Regions from separate parts of the Gossypium arboreum genome. Here region 2 is linked to region 1. Evidence: chromatin contacts called from public Hi-C data. All regions are on one chromosome and are shown on one strand. Each heading gives the region's core, a stretch centred on a gene start, on an enhancer-like site or on the middle of the called end of the contact. The rest is flanking DNA. Distances are from core to core; before and after follow the strand shown.

Region 1 (6,183 bases), core at 1,833-4,332:
TTGATTCGAAAGGTCTTCGAATCCAGTGGGATTCGACGAGGGCTTCATCGGAAAAAGATTGAAACTGAAAGGTTTCATCGTTTTCTTTTTCTTTTTTGAAAGACAGCATTTTAAGGGATTTTGACCCCAGATCCGTGATCTATACGTCAAAGGGTCCAAAAGGGGAATTTTTTTGGGTACTCCAGCCACCGGAGGCGACGGTCTTCACTGCCGATGACCAGTGGCCGTGGTGGAGACCCACTACATTAGGGGCAGACGGAGGGACATTTCAGAGACAAGAGGAAGAAAGAACTTTTTTTTAAATAAAACTAAACTCAAATGATTTTTTATTTTTTATTTATATAAGGGTCTAATACGACATCGTTTTGGGTTTGACTTCCAGACACCCAAAACGACGTCGTTTAAGGGCCGAAGTGAAATCCGTCCCGACCCCTCTTAAGATCCATGTGTTTTTGAAGGGAGGGACTAATTTCCTACTAGGTCTTTCCGCCTTTAAGTGTTTTTCAATATGGTTCTAATTCTATTCTATTTCTTTTTTTAAATTATACCACTTAATTTTTAATCGTTTCATCTTAGTCCCCAGACTATTGACCCTTTGGGGAATGAAATGTGCTGGGTTTGGGTTATTTTCCCTTTTGGTCCCTGCACTTTATTACATTTTTAATCTGAACCTTAATTTATGGTTTTATTTATTTATGCCCTAAAATTTCGTTATGGTTTCAATTTAATCCATTGTTTATTTAATCTCACCCTCTTACTTTCTGTTATTTAATTTCCAACACTTTTAATCTCCTTATTTATATTTCTACCCTTTAATTTGCGTAACTTGCATTTTTATCCTTAAGGTTCATGATCATTTCATTTTAGTTTTTAATTTTTAAATGTTGACGTTGTTGTTAAATGATTATTATTGCTAATTAATGTTTTACGTTTAACATTTTGTCATTGCTAATATTACACAATCATGATCATAGCATTATCATGCTTAACATTTTGTCATTGCTAATACTACACAATCATGATCATAGCATTATCATGCTTTCTCTGATTATTTTACTATTATTACCATTATTAAGTAGTATTATTAATCGACTAAAATTTTTCCCACTACTACTTTTTATTATTATTTTATTATCATTGCTTTTACCCACGTAAGTTATTTTATTTTTGCCACTACCATATTACACAACACGTTTAAATATTCATTCATTTTTATACCAACACTTGAATAAATTAATCACATATTGCATTAAATGTTGTGTTCATTTTTATACGACGTATATTTGATAATTTGAATCAATGCAATGTTCTTTATTTTGAGGATTCGAGAAATTGTGCCCCTAACTTATGGGGTATGATTTTCTTCTTGAATCGAAATAATCGAACATCCCTCTTTTTAAAAAAAATTAATTAAAAATATATAAGATTTTGGAAATAATTAAATGGTGAGTGTTCTTATTTGAGATTTTGTGCCCCAACTTACAAGACATGACTTTTCGTTTTGGTCGACCCTAAATGAAAAAACCTCCTCACTAAAAATTCAATTTAGCTAAAAATTCAATTTAGATAGAGACATTTTCAATACTATCAAATAACATTGCGTGAAAGGATCATGTTTTAAATCCTCTTCAAATTCTCCATTTTTGATGCTAAGACACCAAGTAATCAACTAGGTACCAAATTTGGGCGTTATGAGTGTGCTAATCCTTCCTCATATGTAATCGACTCTAGAACTTATTTCTCAGATTTTGTAGACCGAAAATCATCGTTTTAGTAAAATTAACCTTTTATTAAAATGATTAAATATCGAGGTGATCCAATCATTCCGAATAAAAAGGATTGGTCGCGACTCCATCTTTTTTTTAAAATAAAATATCAATTTCTAAAAAGGGTTTCGACATTATATATATGATGTTTTTTGTTCAAGTTTCATTATCTATCTTATTAATTTATATGAAAATGAAAAACAAAAACATGCATATATCATATAATTTAATTTACAAATAAAATAACTTTTTGGTAATTCTCTAATTGAGTTGTGACATGGTTGATTGGTGACATCGATTTAATAAAAGGCTTTATAAATAGTATAGATAAACAAAAAAATAATAATGAGACGAGATTCACTTACACTGATGTAAAAAATTAATGTAGCTTTAAATTTTAGTGTAACTTTTGTAAATGGTCCGGCTAGTTCGCAACATGCAAACTTACCTTTCTGGACAATCCATCCTAATAGAACAAAAGCTTACGTTGGTTGCTACAAACTTGGTTTACAACAGAGACTTGACAACATAATATTCGATAAGAGAATTTTCATGGAATAAGGGTTGTATTTATAGACACTAAGTGTCCTACCAATCTTAGGATATCCTATTTGACTTAGGAAAAGAGTTATGTGCACGAAAAGTATCCTAGATACATAATATCTTTATTTCCTAATTTTAGTCTGTCTCGACTTTTGACTGGCGAACCCCAGTTTGCAACTCAACTAGCAAACCCCTAGTTCGCAACTCAATTGACAAACCCTAGTATGCCAAATTGACTGGCGAACTTAACTTACAATGAATCTGATGAATTCCCCTTTTTGCATCATTTGACATGCACCAATTCGCCAAAATATTGGTGAAATCCTTGTTGATACTCTTTTGGCAAATACTAGCTCACCAAATCAACCGACAAACCCCTAGTTCGTCGAAACAGGCGAACCCTCTCTTGTGAGGCCAAAACTTTCAAGCCCTATTTCGGGATGTTCTAACTCTCTCCCACTTAAGACATTACTTTTTTAATTTAACTAGAATAATTTCACTTGACTCAAATTTTATTTCACTTGTATCGATTTAAAAATAAAATTAAATTGAATTAAGATGATAAAATAAAAATCATTAACTCGAAAATTTTTTACTCGATTTAAACAAACGCAGATATATTTGCTAGTTAAAAAATTAATATTCTAGATAAATCGAAAATATTAGTGCAATATTTTTAATACCATATATTATTCAACAACCCCTGCAATGGATCAAATCTTCAAATCACAAATCACTTTAATTATAAAATGACAATTTTGATTTAAGATATAAAAAGTAGTACGGATATTGAAACTGTTTGACATCATTAAAATCTCCGAGCCAGTGTAGGAGGACCGGAAGTGGCAGTTGGTAGGCAGTTAGGGAAAAAGGGCTTAGGCCATTGCGTTTGGATTTTAATAACCAAACCGGACAAACGTAGATTAGATTAGACCAAACAAACTTAAGTAAGCGGTATCGGCGTACGTTAGTCTCTTCCAGGCTTAAATAATCTGTTCCCAGGCTAACCCTTGAAACCCTCTCCAGCACCCTACCACAACCGTTATTCCATCAGATCCTCTGACATGGACCCACTCTTTGACCGAATCAACGTCCGCGATCTTCTCTCCGGTCACGACCTCTCGGACCCTTCGACGCCACTATCCGCACCGGATCTCCGCCTCATCATCGGCCGCCTCGAATCCCACTCTCTTCATATCAAATCAAAAGTCCGTTCTTACCTCCTTTCTCACCGCGAAGACTTTGCCTCACTCTTCTCCCAGTGCAACGATGCCGTTTTCAAGACTAACGAAATCTCTGACAACGTCTCCGGTATTCTTTCGTTGATCTCCGACCGCCCCATCGATGTCGAGATCCGTAAGTTGGTTGATGAGATTGGGAGGACAACGAAGGAGGCTAGGGAAAAGAGGGAGATGTTAGGGTTGTTGAAGATAATCGTAGGGATCTGCGAGAGGTTAGAAGGCGCCAGATCAGCTTTTAGTGATGGACGACTCAGATTTGCCGCCGAGGAAGTTAAAGAGTTGAAGAAGGCTTTGAGGATTGGCGATGAAGAAGAAGGAGAGCCTATCGTGTATGGTTTGCTGCGGAAACAGTGGGCGGATTTTTTCGATGAGGTAAGTTTATGTTTGGTTACTGAGAAAGCGGCAAACTAAGAAGAGTGGATAGATGAATTTTTCACGTTTAATGTTTTGGTCTCTCTCTTTAATTCTTTTTTGGTATTATTCATTTTATTGGTGATTTGTTTTTTTAGAGGAATGATTTGGGTTTGTAGATGCAAGACTTGTTTTCCAAGTTCATGGAAAATGCAGTTCGGTTCGAGCAGGATTCTAGAACAATTAGAGTGAAATACAAATTATGTGTTGATAAAATGGATGGGATTGAACTTCATACGGTCATGGAAGCAATGGATGTAAGTTTTTCTATTATGTTCCTTTTGCTTAAAGAATGGACCAACTAAATCTTATATCAGGACAAGTTTTTATTATTTTGTTTCCATGATGGACCTATGATGAACATAGGTAGGTAGCATTGAAAATCGTCTGCTATCAGTTAAGTGTCTAAGGTTTTGGTGGTCAATTAGTCCTGTTACATTGTTGTTAGTATGTCGTGATGATGATATGATAATGTTTTTTTAGGTTGCTGGAATTCTGGATTATTGTCTTGCTAAAGCAGCTGACTTGATAATTAAGCATGCCATCACTCCAGCTGTAAGCTATGGATCACCTGTAATGTTTGCAGAAGATGTAAATCAAGGTTCCGAAGGAATCTCAGAAACAGTACTGAAGATATTACCTTCACAAGATTGCAAGGTGTGTGCTCTCTACTGAGATTCCAAATCCTTGGTTGCTACTTGCCACACTAGGTTTAACTAATTAGGACATAGTTTCAGAAAATAAAGCTGGCTGATATGTTCTTTGGAACATGAAATTGTATTACCAGTTGCTTTCTTTATGTACAACAATTCCTTCTAACATGGATCACATAGATGGTAAGATTCTAGTTCATCAGCGTCAAGCATTTTTCTTGAAAGCAATTCATGGACAGCGTCAAACATATCCTCTGTAATGTTCAGATTGTAGATGTGGATGGAGATGCTATCTATGCAAGAGTTATTCAAGTCATCAAGTTTATTTTCAAGCATATATGCTTTGAGAATGGTTCATGGATTCGTTCTTTTGGAAGGTTAACTTGGCCAAGGATATCAGATATTATCATCTCAAAGTTTCTTTCAAAGGTTTGTTCTTCTAATGGTTGACTTAAAAAAATATGCTTTCTGTTCTACTTTGCTTGCGGAATTCTGAATACCTGTGAATAGATGTCCGTAATTGACTTCTATGATATTCTCGTAGTGAATGAATTGTTGTTTCTTTGACATCTTTTAATTTATGCCTCTTTTTTCGTATTAAGTAGTCATGCAGTGAATCTATACAAGTTGTAAATATGGAACAACCAATAACATATCGTGTATGTTGCATCTAGAGCTTGTATTTTGGTAGTGTTGCAAACAAATTGGTGACATTTTAGTAGGGACAGCTCAGGGTACAAGCTTGTATGACCTTCGATTTAGCTGCTGGATCATCTTTTTAATCTGCCTTTAAGAATTTTGAGCTCGGGTTTGCAGGAATTAGTTTGTGCATTAAAGAGATGAGATGGCTAATATTTAGTATTTAGCATCAAATGGTACTATCAAAGGTTATTATTGATGAAATCATTCACTTCCAGACATCTGAGATAACATATCATGTAGTATTTAGAGCATGAATTTTGGTAGTGCTGCAAACAAATCGGTGACTTTTATTAGGGACTTCAGGTACAAAAGTTGTATGACCTTTGATTTAGCTGCTGACTCATCTTTTAATTCCACCTTTAAGAATTTAGCATGGCTAGTTTTGCAGGCATTATTTTGTACCTTAAAGAGATGAGATGGCTAATATTTTGTATTTAGCATCAAAGGGTACAAACAAAGGTTATCATTGATGAAACCTTACATCTTGGGACATCCGAAATGTCTGTATGATTAGTTCATATATTCATGTCTATATATAAATTTATTTCCTCTTATTTATTCTAGTTTTATGGTGGGTTGTTTTGTTGTTAGTTTTTCTTACTTAGTCATTTAATGACTAACACTAATTAGGATCAGGGTTTATTTGTACTCAAAGGTCAAGGTTTAAACCTTGCTATAGCCCTAGCATAAATTATGATTTATCTGTATAACCTCTCTTTTATTATCTAGTATTTACTTTTACGTGCCTAGGATATGAATAATATTTTCTTTCTTTTGATTTTAAATTAATAATTTGATATTGAATAGATAGTTTTATATTGTTCTAATATTTGAAATTAATAACCTTTACATGTAGGGGTTGTAAAC
Region 2 (6,183 bases), core at 2,592-5,091, 250 kb after region 1:
AGTACCTTTTCTGAATCGCAGTCAACGTGACCAAGCTTCACCTTCCCCTTCAAGTTATTAGCAGCCATCTTCCACTCAGGAGCAAGTTTTTTACAGTGTCCACACCTGTAAGGAAGTATTGATATGGTAGTAATCACAATAATCAGAAGATAAGAATTAGAAACTTAAAGAACTATGTCAGCAAGAATTGAGTTGGTTGGTACAAAATTTCATTTAAAAATTATTAGAACCAATTAATATATGCCATTGCATTGAGATTGATTTAATCCTATTGGTTTTCGATTGCAACCTCTGCATTGTTTTTTATTTTCTAAACCAAAATAAACTTACTGCAATCAATTTTACAACTTTGGAGATATGTTCGTACAGGAAAAGTCAATTGTTTTATCTATTTGACTTTAGTAAGTTCAAGTCAATTACTAATTGTTCATGACTACATTCGAGAAAACTAGTACACAATTAAATATAAGATACATGGCTATTTCAACCATTTATTCTTTATGGTTGCGGTACTGTTTATTTGAGTTTACTGTTCTAGTTGCTATGCACCTTTACTAGCTTATGCTAAAATAAGCAGAGAAAGAGCTGAACTCAGAAATTGCTAGTTACGTGTCATTCAGGATTTTCTTTTCTTTTTACAATCTTTATTTTACCCTATGTTTGGATTAACTATATTAAAGGAAAAGAAAGGAGGGTTAAGGAGAGAAAAGGATTACCTATTATTTTGTTTGGATAGTTAAAATTATTAAAGGAAAAGAAAGTAAAGTAATGTTAATAATCTTTGTCTGGTTAACCTGTGGAAAGGAAAGGAAAAGATTTATTATGATTTTTTTTACAATTATGACCCTTTATAAAATAATTTATATAGAAAATGAAGATAAAAAAAAATTTACATCTTAAAAAATCCTTTTCGTTTCCTTACTCTAGTTTTTACCCCAAACTGGGGTAAATGAAAACTAAGTATTTTAAAGGAAAGTAAGGGATACTCAATTTCCCTTACTTTCCCTTGCTTAAAACAAATATACCGATCCAAACAAGGGAAAGATTCTTCCTTTCCCTTATTTTCCCTTTCGTTTCCCTCTCCTTACCCCAACCATATAAATACTATTCTTTTCTTTTTAGCATTCTTTTTTTAAAAGAAAATCAAACATAAAAAGCCTTGACAACAAACAAAGGATCAAAATATGTTTACATCACAAGAAACATAAACAACATTTCAAACTTGCAGTTGCATGCATGCGTGTCTACCGTGATCATGGATGACAACGGATCAGGTATTTACTGCTTTTTATGTATCCCTATCTGAATCCAATTACTTTTCATGGTTCAGATATCAGATATCTAAAGGCTGCCATCTGAATCCAACATGATAGTAATATCCTATCCAAATCTGAAACTAACCAATTCTAGATTATCCAAATCTGGAAAAAAAAACAAAGAGATTGAATAGTGCAGGATATCCAATTTTAATAATCCATTGGCATTCCTAGTCAGAGATGCTAGTGAAGCATTGTGCTTTGATGTGTGTTAGATTAATAATTAACATGCTTACCAAGGTGCAAAAAACTCCACAAGCCAAAGTTCTTTACTTTTGAGCACCAATTCATCAAAGTTGCGGGAATTTAATTCTACTGATGCACTGGGTTGAGATTTCTCACCGGATCCTTCAGAAGCTTTCCCAGCCAAACGGTCTTTCAAGAGGGCTTTTACCTGTATAATACATAATAGTTAGTAATAGTTCAACTCATGTCATAGAAAGAACGTTTAATAGTATAAAAGTGATACACATGCACTTCACTTTTAAACTTTTTAAAAATGAGCTTCATATTCTTAGTCCATAATAGACAGATCAGCATAATAGACAGCCAAAATGGCACCGTGAGACATATTTAGATATATAGGCACAACTTATACATGTATGGCACCCACCATAGATATATAAACACATTTTTTTCCTACATAGTCTCATGAAATTAGTACCAATGAGAATTTCTACTAAACAAGCAGGCATATGACATGGGTAGATTGGAATCAGATTCAAGCAGTAGGCTGAGGGAATGTGTCTGAGAAGTGACAAAGGTATTGTTCAATTTTCCATATGCTTTTCCATATACATATGCAATGCAAATAGATAGGGAAAAAGACATAGTAGCAGTTGCATGGCACATCAAATTCAACTATTACTAAATATTCGCCATCAGCAGCATCTTGTCAAATGTCAGTAGTTCTTTTCTTAAAGTGAAATTACACACTAATGCAGATCATTACCACCACAAAACCAATTCTGTCTTTTTTGATAGATGCAAATTATTTTAAAAAAGTAAAAGATTTGAATTGAATAACATTATCATCCTGCCACAACATATATATGATCCAATAAAATCATGATTCTTCAATCAATCAACATACTGCAGCAGACCTGCTGGAGGGCAAATTCTGCAATAGGTTTGACATCCCTTGCTCCCTGATAATCTACTGGAGGCTTTCCAGGTGCAAACACCTTTATTGTCGGAAACCCTCTAATCCCATATTCCTGTGTAGCAATCAGAAAAAAGACTATAAGCACATAAATTAGAAGTGACAAAAGAATTTCAAATCAGATACTAGATGATTATACGAAACAGAGAATCCCATCCAAATTGCAATATGCCTAAGGTTTCATATCATTTCTACATTTAAAATTTTCAGCAAGGCGAAAAAAGAAAAGAACAGCCCTAATCAAGGGAAGAAAATGCAAAAGTAGTTTAGACATCACAAAGAACTCTGCAGACCAACAAAGTAAAACGTAGATTACATCTTATATTTAAGGACAAAGCATGGTTAAAACTTGAAAGATTTGAAACTCCCCAAACCTCTGCAAGGGACTGGTGAGCATCAGCATCAAGAGCAGCCACAGTAGCAACTCCATTCAAAACATTGGCAGCCTTCTCCCATGTAGGTGTTAGAGCTTGACAATGGCCACACCAAGGCGCAAAGAACTCAACCAAAACAACTCCATTCGAATTTAAAACCTAAAACAATTCAAAAATCTCTATCAGTAAGGTATTCTCCTCGACAAGCTTGACTCTTTCCTTCTTCAAATATTAAAGAAATAGCAAAAACCAAATCCAAGGTATAGGTGATTTGGCAACGAGAATTAAAGATCATTGCTCGAATTCAAACAAAAAAGGTAAAAAAAATAGAAAACTTGAATATTGAAAATATTGAATCATTTCTCTTAGCCTGAGAAATGACCTAATTCTTAATATTTTAAAAAATAAAGGTAGTTTTGTCACAAAATCCTAATTAAGTGACAAAATTCTAAAGTATTAACTCCTTTCTAATTGTATTTAAGTTCTTCAATCTTGTGATCCAGAAACACGAGGCATTTCATTTCATTTAACTGAACACAAATCCTGATCCCCTTCCGTCTTTTGGTTTATTTTCTTCCACTTCTTTACGATAATTGAATGGCGAAGGATAACGGATTTACCTTGGACTTGAAATTAGAAGGAGTAAGCTGAAGCACTGGCGACGACGGTCCGTAAAAAGCGTTTGAGATGCTGAAGAATGTGAAGAGAAACGATAAAGCTATTGACACCGGTGATTTCGGTCTAGGCATTTTTCTTATTTTCCCGTCACTTTCTCGGCAATTTGTAAACTTCCTCTCTCGCCCAGATTGAATCTTTCTCGGAGCTTAAACCGCTCGATACCGTGTAGAGTGAAACCACTTCGTCTGGCACAGCTTCCGCTCTGCTCGCCAATGAGATTCAAACACATCATTTCTCCACGCTTTCATTTATAGGAGGCACGTAGATTTCTATCGCCGGGCCGGGTCAGTCCCAACCATCGATTCCTCTCCGAATGTGAGTTTGAAATTTGGTTAAAGTATAAACGGTAAATTTAATATTTCAATTTAATATTTATATTTTTTTTAAATTATATATAGCAACTTAATTTTTTAATATGTTTACATTATTGTATTATATATTATTATATATTTACTTTTTATGTTTAATAATTTACATAATATATACAAATAACATAATAATATGCACTACAAACATCGAAAAAGGGTTGGATTGGGCTCGAGCCTTGAATGCTTGAGCTCGAACTTGACCCATATTTTAAACAAGTCTAACTTTTTTTAGAAGCTCATTTTTCAAAAACCTAATATTTTTACTAAAATCCCCTCAAATTGATTGAGCCTTCGGGCAAGTAACCCGACCCTTGAACAGGTCTAATTAGTTTGAACCTAAAGAATGTAAAAAATAAAATTACTATTTTTCTTTATAAATATTTGGAGGATTACATTGACACCTACCATTGTTGAGTTTTGATGTAATTGATAAATAGTAATATGTGTAGAATTTATTGCCTTATTGTTTGATGAAGATGGAAAAACATTACTATGAATTGTAATATCCTGTTTCTCAGTGGTATTGGAAACAGTAGTTTCGGGACCACAATTTCAACATGTCAGCCCGTTAATAATTAATATTTACGAGGTCATGAGGTGTAACACCCTATACCCGTAACCCACGCCGGGGCGAAGTACAAGACATTACCTAATTTGATCTCATGCATTCGAATAACCTCAAGTCACCGAGACTCGGTTCAAGATAAAACTTCTTCAACTTCTACCTTAAACTTATTGTTATGAGCCTATGAGCCCCAAATCGACCGTTGAAAAATATTCGAAACCCTTCCAGGTCTTTAATTCGACCCTAAGAAATTTGCCTTTAAAACAGGGCACACGCCTGTGTGGAAGGTTAACAGGCCCATGTGGAAGAGTAACATACCCGTGTGGAATTAAATTCTACTTCACACCTACAGGGGTTTTTACACGGCCAGACACACGCCCGTGTCAATGGCCCCGTGTCCCCCACACGGCCACGACACCCCCGTGCCTTAGGCCATGTGCAAAAACTTGGGTATTCTATTTCTGACATCAGCATTCCCATATTATCACACGCCCATGGACAATATAAGGCTATTTACCAAGCCTCATTGCCACCCTTGCATACCTAATTTCATGCAAATGCCACCAATACCAAAACAAGCATAGATTTCATAATCAAATCAGCCACAATAGGCATTCATTCAACCATTAAGATGCACCTTTTATAAACTCAAAATAATTATTAGCCATTATTCATGACTCAAAACTAAGTGTGGGATCTATCCCAAGCCAACACATTCGGCCAAATCTCAAAGACTCAAAATAATAAGTCTTAACCCTATACATGCCATATTCAAAAATATAAATCCAACTATACCGAATGTTTCGGTGGATAGTGAGATCAATATCTCTGACTTCTGGTGATCCTTGAACTAGTTAGGCAGCACTGAAAGAAAAATGAAAGGAAAGGGAGTAAGCATAAAGCTTAGTAAATTGCATATAAATAAGTATACTACAACATTTATTTATAACCAACATGCTCTTAACACCAAAGTAGGCATAGGTGTAACTTACTCACCTGATTGCATCCAAGTCACATTTTATATATATATTGAGCTCATATCTTATACATACTAATTAGGTATCTGTATCATTCACAACACTGTTATACTTTCCTCATTAGCTCAAAAAACATAACATTCACCATTGAACCATTCGGAGTATCACCAGATATTCATTAAGCCTCAAACATGGGAAAGATGCTAATGCCATGTCCCAGACATGGTCTTACATTGGCTTTCACATATCCGTGCTGATGCCATGTCCCAAACATGGTCTTACACTAACACATCTCGTAGCCGATGCATGTCCCATACATGTCTTACACTAGCTCACATGCATGACCCAAATGTTACGGTATGCATATCCAGTTTACTTCCTAAGGTCCCAATGAAGACTCTACTATCTCAATGATCATTACACATTCTCAATCCCACAATCAAGCAATCCATGCTATATCTATTCAATAACAATTCGAACATACATAGTAGAAATGTAGTTCTTTTATTTACATACAACTTACTTCGGATTACAAAATGTAGACGACTCGTCAATTAATCTACTCGCTACCCGGTCTAGGGTCAGATTTGGCAATTCCTGATCTATAATAGCAAAATACACTCATTTAATCACTAAATATAATTAAGAAATCAAAAATTCACATTCTTGGTAAAATGACCATTTTGCCCCTAGACTTTGGCAAAATGACTGTAACATCCTAAAATAGGGCCTAAACGGAACAG

Evidence for each region. A called contact is a pair of places that touch in the nucleus more often than the background predicts.
Region 2: a contact with region 1 is called in a Hi-C map of leaf, with 2.7 times the contacts expected there. The contact joins the promoter of LOC108454067 here to the promoter of LOC108464759 in region 1. A contact is called at or near these places in 2 of 5 Hi-C or Micro-C datasets (both in leaf).

Annotation. Positions count from the first base shown.
Region 1 is chr7:39,378,667-39,384,849 of ASM2569848v2, forward strand. It overlaps LOC108464759 (centromere/kinetochore protein zw10 homolog), which reads left to right and starts at 3,083. Exons shown (of 14, transcript XM_017765032.2): 1 at 3,083-3,922; 2 at 4,081-4,218; 3 at 4,445-4,618; 4 at 4,882-5,043. The coding sequence starts at 3,374.
Region 2 is chr7:39,625,726-39,631,908 of ASM2569848v2, forward strand. LOC108454067 (protein disulfide-isomerase like 2-2-like) reads right to left here and starts at 3,842. Exons shown (of 9, transcript XM_017752377.2): 1 at 3,473-3,842; 2 at 2,853-3,011; 3 at 2,420-2,533; 4 at 1,553-1,710; 5 at 6-105. The coding sequence starts at 3,601.